Regions from separate parts of the Pan troglodytes genome. Here region 2 is linked to region 1. The links are chromatin contacts, called in public Hi-C maps. All regions are on one chromosome and are shown on one strand. Each heading gives the region's core, a stretch centred on a gene start, on an enhancer-like site or on the middle of the called end of the contact. The rest is flanking DNA. Distances are from core to core; before and after follow the strand shown. Region 1 overlaps LUC7L (LUC7 like). Region 2 holds the start of LUC7L (LUC7 like).

Region 1 (6,691 bases), core at 3,770-6,269:
ATTCTGATTGGAGAGAAACTTAAACAGTATAGAAGAAAATATTAAGCAAAACACACAATCCATTTTTTGCATGCACTGTCATGTTTAGGCCATTTGTGTTGCGGATGTACATGGGGCCACTTGACCTTAATGGCTTACGGGCATAGAATGAGGCCTCATAGCTTGCCTTTTTCAGCCTCTTGGTTGTGTGGCAGAATGAGCTGATGACTCTCACCTGACAGGAAGCCTGTGTCTGGAACTTCGGGCTTTGCTTTTCCTTTTCTGTGTTTTTGGTGTGCCCCACTCGCTGTCTGCACATTCTGTGCTGGTGTCTGTTGTAAAGACTGGAGAATCATTTGTAGGACTTGAGTGCAGCACAGTCAGTGTGCACACTTTTCACGGCCCTTGTAATGTTACAGGGCTGTGTCTGATGCTCGGATGTGGGCCCCTCTGTGAGGCTCAGGTGACACTGAGTGTGCCACAGAGTGACTGCCACAGAGTGGCTGTGGGGATGGGAGCATTGGCACTTCCCATTCAGACTGGGAACATGCAGGCAGCTTGAAAACAGCAGGTCTTTGGGGGAGGTGCCTCACTTCTTAAATTTGGAGTCCCCCCCCAAGAGGGTGAGGAATAGGGGTGCTTTCGGGAAGTCATTCACTTTTTTTTTTTTTTCTTTTTGAGACAAAGTTTTATTCTTGTTGCCCAGGCTGGAGTGCAGTGGCACAATCTCAGCTCACTGCATCCTCTGCCTCCTAGGTTAAAGTGATTTTCCTGCCTCAGTCTCCTAAGTAGCTGGGATTACAGGCACCCGCCACCACGCCTGGCCAGGTTTTGTGTTCTCAGTAGAGACGGGGTTTCACCATGTTGGCCAGGCTGGTCTCCAGCTCGTGACCTCAGGTGATTGCCTGCCTAGGCCTCCCCAAAGTGCTGGGATTACAGGTGTGAGCCACCATGCCTGGCCTTGTTCATCTTTTTTTCCCCCTTTTAGGTCGGGATCAAGAACCAGAGATCGCAGGAGGTAGGTTTCCAGGTCCATTAAAATGTTCTCAAATTTTTTTTCCATAAGCATTTTTCTTAATATTTAATGATTATGCCTTTACAAATGTTATCTGGCAGGTAGGGCTGGCTTGTGAAGGGCACAGGGCAAGAGGTTGCTTGGTGCCGTGGAGGGTTCCCAGTGTTAATGAGAGGGAAGGTCGGGGCCTGCAGGGTGACAGGAGTATCCAGGCCACATGTTTTCAGGAGGCCTCATTGGAAGGACCTAGCCATTGGAGATTAACTGATGGAAATATTTTAAACCTAAATTTGTGGGAGTAAAGGAGAAAATGTCAGTAAAGCAGCAAGCAGAATCTGCTGAGGGGTGGGGCCCTCGTAGTGTTGGCACCTATAGAGTCTCAGCCTTGGAACCTTCTGATTTTTCAGGTCACGCTCCCGGGATCGGCGTCGGAGGCGGTCAAGATCTACCTCCCGAGAGCGACGGAAATTGTCCCGGTCCCGGTCCCGAGATAGACATCGGCGCCACCGCAGCCGTTCCCGGAGCCACAGCCGGGGACATCGTCGGGCTTCCCGGGACCGGAGTGCGAAATACAAGTAACTACTCTGACTCCTTCGGTAGCTGCAACCAGGAGTGAGCCCTTCTCTGTGTTCCCAGGGTCTGCTGAGGGCCGTGTCTGGTGGGGATGGGGCTGGGCTCACCCTCAGGAGTAGGGCTGGGGAGTCGTGAACGGGACTCAGGTCTGGGAAGAGGCGAGAGGGCTGTGGAGGAGCTCGCACGGCGCCAGGTGATGGGCTGCACATGCACTGTCCCCTGCCTGCGTCCTGGGGCCTGTGCACTGTTGCGTCCATGCTCAGAGTGGCTGAGACTTGTGTCCTGACCAGGCCCTGCTTACCTCTGTTTTGGTTTTTGTTTTTGATATTTTTTTTTCCATTGTGTTTTTACGTAGTGTCATGTTCTGTGCATATAGTGTTGTATTCTCCTTTGCGCTGTTTGTGTTACAGCGAAGGCTCTCCTTATTAAAAATCTTTGCAAAGGTCACTTTTTAATGGCTATCTAACACTCCATATGTGGTGGGCAAGTCTGGTTGGCCTCCGGGGGGTTTCCAGGTATAGGGGATGTAGGGCCTTGCCTGGCCTGGTCTGCTGGTCCATCGTCAGTGCCTGAGCGGCCAGCAGAAGGGGGGCAGCAGCCTCCACTGAGCCTCTGGTTCCCATTTCCCAGGTTCTCCAGAGAGCGGGCATCCAGAGAGGAGTCCTGGGAGAGCGGGCGGAGCGAGCGAGGGCCCCCGGACTGGAGGCTTGAGAGCTCCAACGGGAAGATGGCTTCACGGAGGTCAGAAGAGAAGGAGGCCGGCGAGATCTGAACCCGTCTCCCGGGTGCTGTAAATAGTCTGATAAACGTTCACACAGTCTAAAATTACCCTTTATATTTGCTGAATACAACTCATCTTTTGTAGTTTAAAATTTCTATTGTTTTGGAGCTAGCTGTGAGTTTCTAGAAGTGTACAGAGTTGCTCCTGTGTTCCGGGGTCATGTTGAGTAGGAATAAATAAATCTGATGCTGCCTCCTGAGGCTGCGGTGGGGTTTCTGCTGTCCTCTGCGTAGAGGCTTTTCACTGTGACCCTGTGCCAGTGCCACCAGCACCTCACAGAAACCGTGACTTACTCGTGGGCCACGTCTTGTCTTCTGGCATCCAGTAGATGGCAGGGCACTTCCTGTCCCCTGCACCTGACTGACGGGACCCAGGTGTGCATGGGTGTTTGTTTGCTCGCTCCCACACAACCTTCTGAGTGTCTGAGCTGCCCATCTCCCATGGGGAGGAGGGAGGGATCCCCATTCTGCATTCAGTTATTTAGGAAAAGCTGTCTTGTCTGCTCAGCTGCTACCATAGCCTTAACTTGGGACTCAGGTGAGTTACACTGCATGTCCCCTTTTGAAGTTACTAGCAGAAAACAAAGACCCATGGGGCTGGGCATGGTGACACATGCCTGTAGTCCCAGCTACTACTAAGAAGGCTGAGGCAGGAGGATCTGTTGAGCCTAGGACACTGAGGCAAACCTTGATTCCGCCACTGCACTCCAGCCTGGGTGACAAGAAAGCCCTGTCTCAAAAAAAAAAAAAAAAAAAAAAAAAAAAAAAAAAAAAGATGGTTTGACTCATGTCCCATGTGGGCTGATTATGTTTCCCACCTCTCAGTTCTTTCTTTTTTTTTTTTTTTTTGAGACGGAGTCTCACTCTGTCGCCCAGGCTGGAGTGCAGTGGCGTGATCTCAGCTCACTGCAGGTTCCGCCTCCCGGGTTCACGCCATTCTCCTGCCTCAGCCTCCAGAGTAGCTGGGACTACAGGTGCCTGCCACCTCGCCTGGCTAATTTTTTGTATTTTTAGTAGAAACGGGGTTTCACCTTGTTAGCCAGGATGGTCTCGATCTCCTGACCTCGGGATCTGCCCGCCTCGGCCTCCCAAAGTGCTAGGATTACAGGCGTGAGCCACCGCTCCTGGCCAACACCTTTCAGTTCTTTCTAACATACCTGCTGTACATCAGGCAGGTACTTTAAGACCAAAGTAAAGGGGGACGTGGTGGCTCACGCTTGTAATCCCAGCACTTTGGGAGGCAGATAACCTGAGGTCAGGAGTTCGAGACCAGCCTGGCCAACATGGTGAAACCGTGTCTCTACCAATATACAAAAATTAGCTGGGCGTGGTGGCGGACACCTGTAATCACAGCTACTTGAGAGGCTGAGACAGGAGAATCGCTTGAACCCGGGAGCCAGAGGTTGCAGGGAACCGAGATTGCATCCAGCCTGGACGACAGCAAGACTCTGTCTCAAAAAACCCCCCAAAAACCCAAAATGAAGCCCTTCTGAAAAGGATAACTGCTAGCTAATGTGTAGATGATGGGAGCTCCTTCCCTTTTTCACTTCGTGGGAGATTTTTTGGAGGGAATTCCTGAGGTTCACATTGTTAACACATAGCCATCCTCATCCGCTCTATTTCTGCAGGGGTACAGATGCCACCCTTGAGCTGGCTGGCTCAGTGGGCACACACAGGCGCCGTGGTCTGGGTCTTTTTGCCACCGGTATCACAGTGTAGCTGGTGGCCCTGCTCTGGGCTCTCCTGCCACAGGCTGTCCCCTCCAGGAGGACAGATGGGTAGGTGGGCTGCTCTGCCAGCCTGTGACACAGGTCTAGCCCAGCCAACTGTCTCCAAGGAAAGGAGGGTGGAAGGGGCCGCCCTGTACAGGAGTCACTTGGGATTGATGCTGTGCTTTGCAGGCATCACCCATGTCGGTATTCCCTGCATGTCGCTGTTCCTCCCGTGTTGGTATTCCCCCCGTGTTGTTGTTCCCCCCGTGTCGCTGTTCCCCCCGTGTCGCTGTTCCCCCCGTGACGCTGTTCCCCCCGTGTCGCTGTTCCTCCCTCCCGTGTCGCTGTTCCTCCCTCCCGTGTCGCTGTTCCTCCCCCCCGTGTCGCTGTTCCTCCCCCCCGTGTCGCTGTTCCTCCCGTGTCTGTATTCCTCCCGTGTCAGTATTCCTTACCTGCACCTTTTCCTGCAGGTGGGACTCGGGGTACTTGTTCAGCACATGTGCTTTCCTCTTCGTCTTCTAGGAGGGAGTGGTTGGGTCTGGGCTCCCTGTTCCCAAGCCCACGTTGTGTTCATAGCTGTGGCTGCCTGGGTGATGAGTGTGGGTTTGCACTCTGGGTTTCCCTGGGCCTTAAGCAGACAGCGTCACCCTCAGAGCCATCACCACTGTGAATCATTTGGATCTTTTTCCATCTGGGCATAAATTTGTATGTGTAGACAAATTGTTGTTTTTTGCTTTTTTGGGGGGGGGGTCAGGGTGTGGGGTTTACAGAAAAGGTGCTGTACCCCTGGCCTTCAGTACTCACATCCTGTCCCCTGTATCTGCTGATTACAGCTGAAGGACAGGTCCTCCTGGGATGCAGCATCAGTGTCCTTGGCCGTCCCTGGTAGCCTCCGGGGCACCATCCGTGCAGGGAGAGGCGCTCCTGCCTCTCTATGGTGCAGGGACGGTGCAGCCGTGCGGGGCACCATCCGTGCGGGAGAGGCGCTCCTGCCTCTCTACCGTGCAGGGACAGTCGGGTGGGCTTTTGGTGCACCTGCCAGGTGGTGCTGACCAAACGGAGCTTCATGCCCCCGGTGCAGTTTTGCTGATAGCACCCACAACAGCTCTTCCTTTCTCCCTCCTCCCTGCCTCCTCCCAAATAACCCACACCAGGTTCTGCTGTCAGAGTCTGCGATAGGAGACCCATGTTTTCACTTTTTTCACCCAGTACAGCGAGTCCTTCCTTTCCACTGCAGTACCAGTAAATCTCGCCGAAGATGGCTACTGGGAGATATATGGGTCTGGAAGTGTATCCCTCCCATGTGAAGGAGTCTGTAGTGTCAGGTGGAACAGGCCCTTGTCTCCACCCACAGGGACCACCTTGGCCTGCAGCCCAGGTTGGAGGAGAACAGAAGAGAAGGGGGCCTCTCCAGAACATTTGGCGATTAAAAAAAAAATTTTTTTTTTTTTTGAGACGGAGTCTCGCTCTGTCTCCTAGGCTAGAGTGCGGTGATGCAGTCTCGGCTCACTGCAACCTCTGCCTCAGCCTCCCGACTAGCTGGGAATACAGGGGCCCGCCACCATGCCTTGCTAATTTTTGTATTTTTAGTAGAGACAAGGTTTCACCATCTTGGCCAGGCTGGTCTTGGACTCCTGACCTCGTGATCCACCCGCCTTGACCTCCCAAAGTGCTGGGATCACAGGCGTAAGCCACTGCGCCTGGCCAAAATTATTTATTTATTTTTTTTGAGACGATGCTTGCTTTGTCACCCATGCTGGAGTGCAGTGGTGTAGTCATGGCTTACTGCAGCCTTGAACTCCTGGACTCAAGTGTTCCTCCTGCCCCAGCCTCCAAGTAGCTGGGACATAGGCGTGCACTACCGCACTTGGCTAATTTTTTATGTTTTTGTAGAGACAGGTCTCACTATGTTGCTCAGGATATTCTTGGGAACTCCTGGGCTCAAGCAGTCTTCCCACCTCAGCCTCTCAAAGCACTAGGATTACAGGTGTGTCACCACAGCTGGCAGTGATTTTTTAAAAGGTAAATGGCTTTGTTTGGTGGGTGCTGTCGACGCCAAACTAGCTGGACGGGCTGTGCCTGGTGCCACCTTTGCCTCCTGCACAGGGTCCCCTTGGGCTTGGGGAGCGTGTGGGCCTTGACCGAAGCCCTCAGTAGGTTAAGGGTAGTCCTGGGGGGAGGAGAGGAGGATGCGGAGGCCGTTTCCTACCCCAGTGTGCAGCCGTCATAGGACAGGCAGGTGCTGGAGCAGGCTGAGGACCCCTATCTGGGGTGGCATCCTTTGGGGGAGGGGTGGCAGCCTGGAGTCAGAGCCACGTTGGCCAGGATGGAACTTTTCTTTTTTTTTTTTTTTTTGAGACAGAGTCTCGCTCTGTCTCCCAGGCTGGAATGCAGTGGCGCGATCTCAGCTCACTGCAAGCTCCGCCTCCCTGGTTCATGCCATTCTCCTGCCTCAGCCTCCCGAGTAGCTGGGACTACAGGCGCCCGCCATCACGCCTGGCTAATTTTTTGTGTGTTTTTTTAGTAGAGACGGGGTTTTACTGTGTTAGCCAGGATGGTCTCAATCTCGTGACCTTATGATTTGCCCGCCTCGGCCTCCCAAAGTGCTGGGATTATAGGCATAAGGCACCGC
Region 2 (7,166 bases), core at 2,663-5,162, 43 kb before region 1:
GGGCACAGTGGCTCATGCCTATAATCCCAGCACTTTGGGAGGCCGAGGCGGGTGGATCTCAAGGTCAGGAAATCTAGACCATCCTGGCTAACACTATGAAACCCCGTCTCTATTAAAAATACAAGAAAATTAGCCAGGCGTGGTGGCGGGCGCCTATAGTCCCAGCTACTTGGGAGGCTGAGGCAGGAGAATGGTGTGAACCTCGGAGGCGGAGCTTGCAGTGAGCTGAGATCGCGCCACTGCACTCCAGCCTGGGCGACAGAGTGAGACTCTGTCTCAAAATAAATGAAAACAAAACTTGTCTAACCGTGTCTGGACTTTTGATGCTTCTAGCCCATGAACAGTCTTTGTTGTATTCTTAGAGTAAGTCTTTTTACCCCCTTCCAGGGCAGCAATCATATTAAATTATCATTTGTGAAATGATTTTTTAAAATTTAAATTTTATTTTTTAATTAATTAATTTAATTTTTTTGAGGTGGAGTGTCAAAATAGACCACTCCTGGCCTGTTTTTTTTTTTTTTTTTTTTTTTTTTTTTTTTGAGACGGAGTCTCCCTCTATTGCCCAGGCTGGAGTGTGGAGTGCAGCGGCACAATCTTGGCTCACTGCAACCTCCGCTTCCTGGGTTCAAGTGATTCTCCTGCCTCAGCCTCCTGAGTAGCTGGAACTACAGGCGTGTGCCACCACACCAGGCTAGTTTTTTTGTATTTTTAGTAGAGACAGGATTTCACCATGTTGGCCAGGCTGGTCTTGAACTCCTGACCTTGTGATCCACCCACCTCGGCCTCCCAAAGTGTTGGCATTACAGGCGTGAGCCACTGTGATCGGCCTTTTTTTAGCGGGGGGGAGAGGGAGTTTTGCTTTTGTTGCCCAGGCTGGAGTGCAATGATGCAGTCTCGGCTCACCGCAACCTCTGCCTCCCAGGTTCAAGCAATTCTCCTCCCTCAGCCTCACGAGTAGCTGGGATTACAGGCATGCGTCACCACGCCTGGCTAATTTTGTATTTTTAGTAGAGATGGGGTTTCTCCATGTTGGTCAGTCTGGCCTCAAACTCCTGACCTCAGGTGATCCGCCTGCCTCGGCCTCCCAAAGTGCTGGGATTACAGGCATGAGCCACTGCCCCCAGCCTGGCATGTTTTTTAAGTTTTAATTTCATTTTTGAGACAGGGTCTCATTCTTTTTTTTTTTTTTTTGGCCTCCCAAAGTGCTGGGATCACAGGTGTGAGCCACCGTGCCTGGCCAAGACAGGGTCTCGTTCTTTTGCCCAGGCTGCCATGTGGTGGTGTGATCACAGCTTATTGCAACCTCAACCACCCAGGCTCAATCCATCCTCCAACCTCAGCTTCCTGAGTGGCTGGCACTAGAGGCACATGCCACCACACCCGGCCTATATTTATTTATTTATTTTTATGTTTGTTAATTCTTGTATTCAACCAACAGTGAGTGTTGTGTGACCCTGTTTTAGGTGCTGGGGATACAGAATGAAGCACAATCATTAGCTGTAGACAACGTAGCCTAATGGAGCTGGATCCACCACTGGCAACCTTAAAGTTACCTCCCTTGGACCTTAAGATGAAATGCAACTTCAAACTCTGCCATGCTTAGCATCTTGTTTCAAAACAAATAATGGTCCACCTAGTTTGCTACTGGTAGCCCTGTGGCTCTATTAATATTAACCATCTATTGATGAAGTTAACTTTCATAAAGGATTCTACGAAAGTTCAGAGGCATAAAGTATGTAAGGACAAACAAGTACTGGGCTGCAACAAAAATAGCATCAGTATTCTGCTTTCAGAAAAGCCAAGAAAACCAATAAAAAATTCATTCTGAGTATATACAGAACTGCTGGACAGAGGTCATCCTATACGTGTGGTACACGTACAAATATGACATAAGAAGAAGTATGAATTATTGCAGTCATTATTAAACAGCGAAGTATGCCAAATTAGTCATCAGGTTTCAAAGAATCATAGCCTTCTTTCAAGAGGCCTGCCACGTTTTAAGGAAACGTGCCTTTTCTGTACATTTGAAGGCAAGTTCTTCCACTTGAGCTGATACTGCAGATGTGGCTTCAAGAAGTTTGGTTAATGAAAAGGCTGCGTCTCCGATCTGCAGCTCCACTTCCTCCAGCGGGTCCACCGTTCGGCCGCTGCTCCTGCTCGGAACTGGCCAGCCCAAACTCACTGGGCTGCCAGGGGAAGATGCTGCAGAGGCGTCTGAAGAGGAGGGAGAAGAACGAGGCGGCGGGGGCGGCGAAGAAACCTGCAACTTCTCAGGGTCGGCCATGGGGAAGGGCTGTCACCGCGGAATCCGACCCGAGCAGCCCAACGGACACCCTATTTATTTATTTTAAATAGAGAGCAGGGGCCTGGCGTTCTGGCTCACAGCTGTAATCCCAGGACTTTGGGAGGCTGAGATGGGCGGATCACCTGAGGTTAGGAGTTTAAGACCAGCCTGGCCAACATGGCGAAACCCCGTCTCTGCAAAAGTACAAAAAAAAAGTTAGTCGGGAATGATGGTGGGTGCCTGTAATCCCAGCTACTGGGGAGACTGAGGCAGGAGAATCGCGTGAACCCAGGAGTCAGAGGATGCAGGAAGCCGAGATCGCGCCACTGCACTCCAGGCTGGGCGACAGAAGGAGACTCCGTCTCAAAAATAAATAAAATACAGCAGGGCGCGGTGGCTCACGCCTGTAATCTCAGCACTTTGGGAGGCCGAGGCAGGCAGATCACAAGGTCAGAAGTTCAAGACCAGCCTGGCCAATACGGTACAACACCGTGTCTACCGAAAATACAAAAATCAGCTGGGCATGGTGGCTGGCTACTTGAGGTCAAGACTTTGAGACCAGCCTGGCCAGCATGGTGAAACCCCGTCTCTACTTAACATTCAAAAATTAGCCGGAGGGGGTGGCGGGCGCCTGAAATTCCAGCTACTGGGGAGACTGAGGCAGGAGAATCGCTTCAACCCGGGAGGCTGAGCTTACAGTGAGCCGAGATCGCGCCACAGCATTCCAGCCTGGGTGACAGAGCAAGACTCCGTCTCAAAAATAAATAAATAAATAAACAAATAAAAAATAAAGACCAGGCGTGGTGGCTCATGCCTGTAATCCCAGCACTTTGGGAGGTTGAGGCAGGAGAATCGCTTGAACCCAGGAGGCGGAGGTTGCGGAGAGCCAAGATCGCGCCATTGCACTCTAGCCTGGGCGAAACTCTGTCTCAAAAATAAATAAATAAATAATAGAGGTTTAATATAATAGAAGTATATGCCAGACTATGCACACATAAGTGCATGCTATAATTCTATTATCACATAAAATAATTGCTTACATATGCCTTTTTTTTAGTCCCTGGGACAGTAGACCATGAGCTCACAGAAGGACGACCACGAGGTTGTAATCATAGAACCTAATATTAATGCCATGACTGATGGCCAAACGTGGTGGTTCACACCAGTAATCCCAATACTTTGTCGGGCTGAGGCGGGAGGATAAGGAGCCGGGGAGGTCGAGGCTGCAGTGAGCGGTAATCGCGCCACTGCATTCCAGCCTGGGCGACGGAGCAAGACCCTCGCTCTAAATAAATAAATAAATAAATAAAATTCCATGCTTTATTTAACTTTCACAAAAATCATATGAGGGGCACCTTTAGAACCCTCATTTCACAGATTTAAAAAAACGAGCGTCGGGGAGCTAAATAATATGCTCACGGTTTCATGGCTAGCTTAGAAAAAGCACGGATTCATCTTGTTTTTGATTGACTGTATTTCATTTTATTGTAGTTTACCCTCCGTAGAGACTCGTTTGAGGTCCTGGGGGTCTAGAGGAAAATCAGGGTTGGGATTTTGGTTCCGCCGTTGGACAACTTGGCGACCACTCAGAGCCTCAGCCTCCCTAAGCACCCACCCCAGAAACTACATTTCCCAGCAGGGCGTGCGCCGGCGCCGTCGTACTTCCTCCCGGCGTCCCCCGCGGCGGGAAAGAGCCGAGTGGGCTCGAGGCCGACGCGACCATCGTTTGTCGACGCCGCTGCCACCGCCTGCCTGAGAGAAGTCGTCGCGGCCGACCCCGTCGCCTCCGCCGGCTACCATGTCCGCCCAGGCGCAGATGCGGGCCCTGCTGGACCAGCTCATGGGCACGGCTCGGGACGGTGAGTCAGAGCGGCCAACCAGGCGAGGGTCTGGGGTGGGAGTGAGGCGAGGCCGCCGGGCGGCCTGAGGCGGGGGCCGCCATCGTCTGCGCCTGCGCCTGCGCGGGGCATCGCTCCTCCTCCCCCGCGCGCCGACCGCAGGCGCCGGGCCTTTGTCTAAGCCGGTTCGTCTCTGAGGCGGCCGTGGGTCCAGGTCGGGCTCCTCTCTCGGAGTCTGCGCCATGGATGGGGCTTCAGCCTCCTTCCTATGTACCGTCCTGCTACTTCCTCCCCGGCGGGCGCCGCGGCTCCGTGCCCCTCCGCGAACTGTGGAGTCGGCGGAGGGCTGGAATCAGCGTGGGCTCCAGGTCGCTGGCAGCCGGGTGGCAGAACTCTTCCGAGGCTCCTTGGGAAGAAGCTACACCCGAGGGAGCCGGATGGGCCTCGAAAACCTGGCCCGCTCTGGTTCTGTACCATTGCAAGGGGAGCCGTAAACTGAGCTTTTCTAACGTGGGTTTCTGCCAAGTACTTTTCCAGCTGCCCCCTTCCCCCCAGCACACAGGAGAGCCTCTGTGTAGCCAGCGCTTGACAGTCGTTAGGTAGGTTGTACTGTGTAGGGAGGAGCTCAAGATCATGATGGTTGTCACAGGAGAAAGCGGTTGCATCTTTGCAAAACTATATACCTGCTGTGGTTTGTGTTTTCTTTTCTGCTGAGTAATGAAGTTGTAAGTTCACACTGGCACATTCTCAGGGCTGTGCAGATTATTTGCACTTTATTTCATAGGTGAATAAGTGCTTTTTAGCTTTCTTTGTATATTGAGTTGCTTTTGAATTGCTTCCCATATTTTTATTTCATACAAACTGAACAATTGTGGCCCCTCTATTTTATTTATAAAGGTTCAGTGTATCTTTGCCTGCCTACATCAATCTGCAAGGGAGTTGCAGAAAGCCTCATGTTCATCGAGCCGTGAGTCACAACCAATTTCTAAGCTGTTATAACAAAAAAGTGTTTGCTTTTTTTCACAAGTAACTTTAAAAGTGTAGTTTAGAAAGAAAACATTTTCAATAAAAAGACACTACATTAATCCTGGATGCTTGCAAATCCTAAAATATATTCCTCCTCTAGCGTTGCACAGCTCTGTGTTGTATACACAGACTAGCTTTAAAATTTGTCACATACCACTTTACCTTTACTTTTATGTATCATTCCCCCGACTTCCTTACTGCAGGTGTGGGCAAGAAAACTTTTCCTTTAACACTTTTCAACAGCGGGCATAAAATTCTGCAGCTGAGGTCTTGAAGAATGCAGATGGGTACAGTATGTGTTGGAGCTCACAGTGTGTATTGACTAACCTAGTTCCTTTTTTGCTTTTTTTGGTATTGTCTTGTTAAAAGTGACTCCCAGGTAGCAACTCTCTTTTTTAAGGGTGGGAACGAAGGGGACGTAGGAAGAATAGATCTAGATTATTTAACAGTCTTCGATAGAGTTTGAAAGCTTTCTTCTTCATTCAATTTTGGGCAAAATACTGCCTCTGCATTTGTTCATAACAAAAAGATTAGATTAATAAGTAGCTTTTGTTGGTGGAAATTACCAGCTCTATAAGTGACCCTTGGTGGTTCATGGACCTCTGATTAGCTTGGGTTTTGCAGTCTCATTGCCACATGTATATGTGGAGCCAATGGCCTTTTGGTGCTCAGCTGTTTACGTCTGACTCCTTGACTTCTTTGGTACAATGATGGAGTCAGATCTCATTAAGTGTGATTCTCCATGATATAACTAGCCTCAAAAAAATGTGTATTCCACTCCAGTTGTAAATATCTTTAGATCAGCTTTTCATTGTATTTGATGGGGAGAACACAGAAATGATAGTCTGCAAATCATCCAGGTGAATTGTTATACTAGTTTTTTTTTGTGGTTAATGTGATAATATTGTCTTATTTAAAACCACAAATGAATTTCAGGAGACGAAACCAGACAGAGGGTCAAGTTTACAGATGACCGTGTCTGCAAGAGTCACCTTCTGGACTGCTGCCCCCATGACATCCTGGCTGGGACGGTAGGTGCATTTTGGGAGACCTCATGGAACACTCTGACATGAGTGCTGTATAGGCAGTGACGGTTTTTCTATGTTGAATTTTGTTTTAACTTAAGTCTCTTTTTCTCTAAGTGGCTGAATTACGGCAGGTGTTCCTCCACTTGTATGTATGTTTGCATGCATGCATGCGATGGAGTCTCACTCTGTGTTGCCCAGGCTGAAGTGCAATGGTGTGATCACAGCTCACTGCAGCCTCGAACTCCTGGGCTCCAGCGATCCTACCACCTCAGCCTCTTGAGCAGCTGGTACTGCAGGCATGAGCCACTGCTCCTTTCTCAATCCTCCACTCTTCAACAGGCAGAAATCCCTGATGCCCTTAAAATGATAGATTCTATTCATTTGGTAGGATTTTATATTATGGAACAAATTTCACTGTTGTAAAATTCTGTCTGTAAAGTTACCAGATTTTTTTGTAAAGTCATTTATACTGAGATATTCACAACTAAATAGGGCAAGTATTCTAATTTGGCTGTAGCAAAAAATATGCTTTAGGTCAGCCTGAAGTTCTTTGAAGATTCTGCGTGGGTTTGTTTGACCTCAAGTTGGTTGTGTGGAAAACTTTTGATGTAGCAAGGTATATTTTCTTCCCGCAGTTTTTTGGTTTTTAAAAATCAGTTGAGGATACATTGATTTTGTAGTTTTGTGTTGTGCCACCCTTTCAAGAAATCAACATGCTATCTAATGAATATAGAACCCTACAATTTTAAGTTCACTTCAGATGAACAAAACAGATAAACGCTAGCTTTGTATAATGTGCATTTATTCGAAGTAAGAATTTGAAAAGACTGAATAGTGGAAGGTTATCTGTGGTGATTACGCCACTGGGAGAAAAGGAGTCCTGTAGAGACCACCCCCATTTTAAGGTTTCACAGCTACCTCACGGAGGTTAAAAACTATCCTCTCATTTTAAGGATGAAATGTGCATATGTTAAAGGAAGTTTTCTTCAT

The links. A called contact is a pair of places that touch in the nucleus more often than the background predicts.
Region 2: a contact with region 1 is called in a Hi-C map of induced pluripotent stem cells, with 2.7 times the contacts expected there. The contact joins the promoter of LUC7L here to the enhancer-like site in region 1. A contact is called at or near these places in 2 of 7 Hi-C or Micro-C datasets (both in induced pluripotent stem cells).

Annotation. Positions count from the first base shown.
Region 1 is chr18:2,519,844-2,526,534 of NHGRI_mPanTro3-v2.0_pri, reverse strand. It overlaps LUC7L (LUC7 like), which reads left to right. Exons shown (of 10, transcript XM_523246.8): 8 at 968-997; 9 at 1,402-1,569; 10 at 2,198-2,547. The coding sequence ends at 2,339. Among named protein-coding and RNA genes, the nearest start is that of HBQ1, 7.1 kb to the right of the region's middle. Within about 2 kb of position 5,019, at least 4 of the 24 cell types and tissues checked have an H3K27ac peak or open chromatin away from gene starts, as enhancers often do. A contact at or near this core is called in induced pluripotent stem cells, where this site is marked.
Region 2 is chr18:2,561,111-2,568,276 of NHGRI_mPanTro3-v2.0_pri, reverse strand. LUC7L (LUC7 like) reads left to right here and starts at 3,912. Exons shown (of 10, transcript XM_523246.8): 1 at 3,912-4,143; 2 at 6,085-6,179. The coding sequence starts at 4,083. It overlaps LOC100608743 (renal cancer differentiation gene 1 protein-like), which reads right to left and starts at 2,290. Exons shown (of 1, transcript XM_054668108.1): 1 at 1,686-2,290. The coding sequence starts at 2,284. The coding sequence ends at 1,979.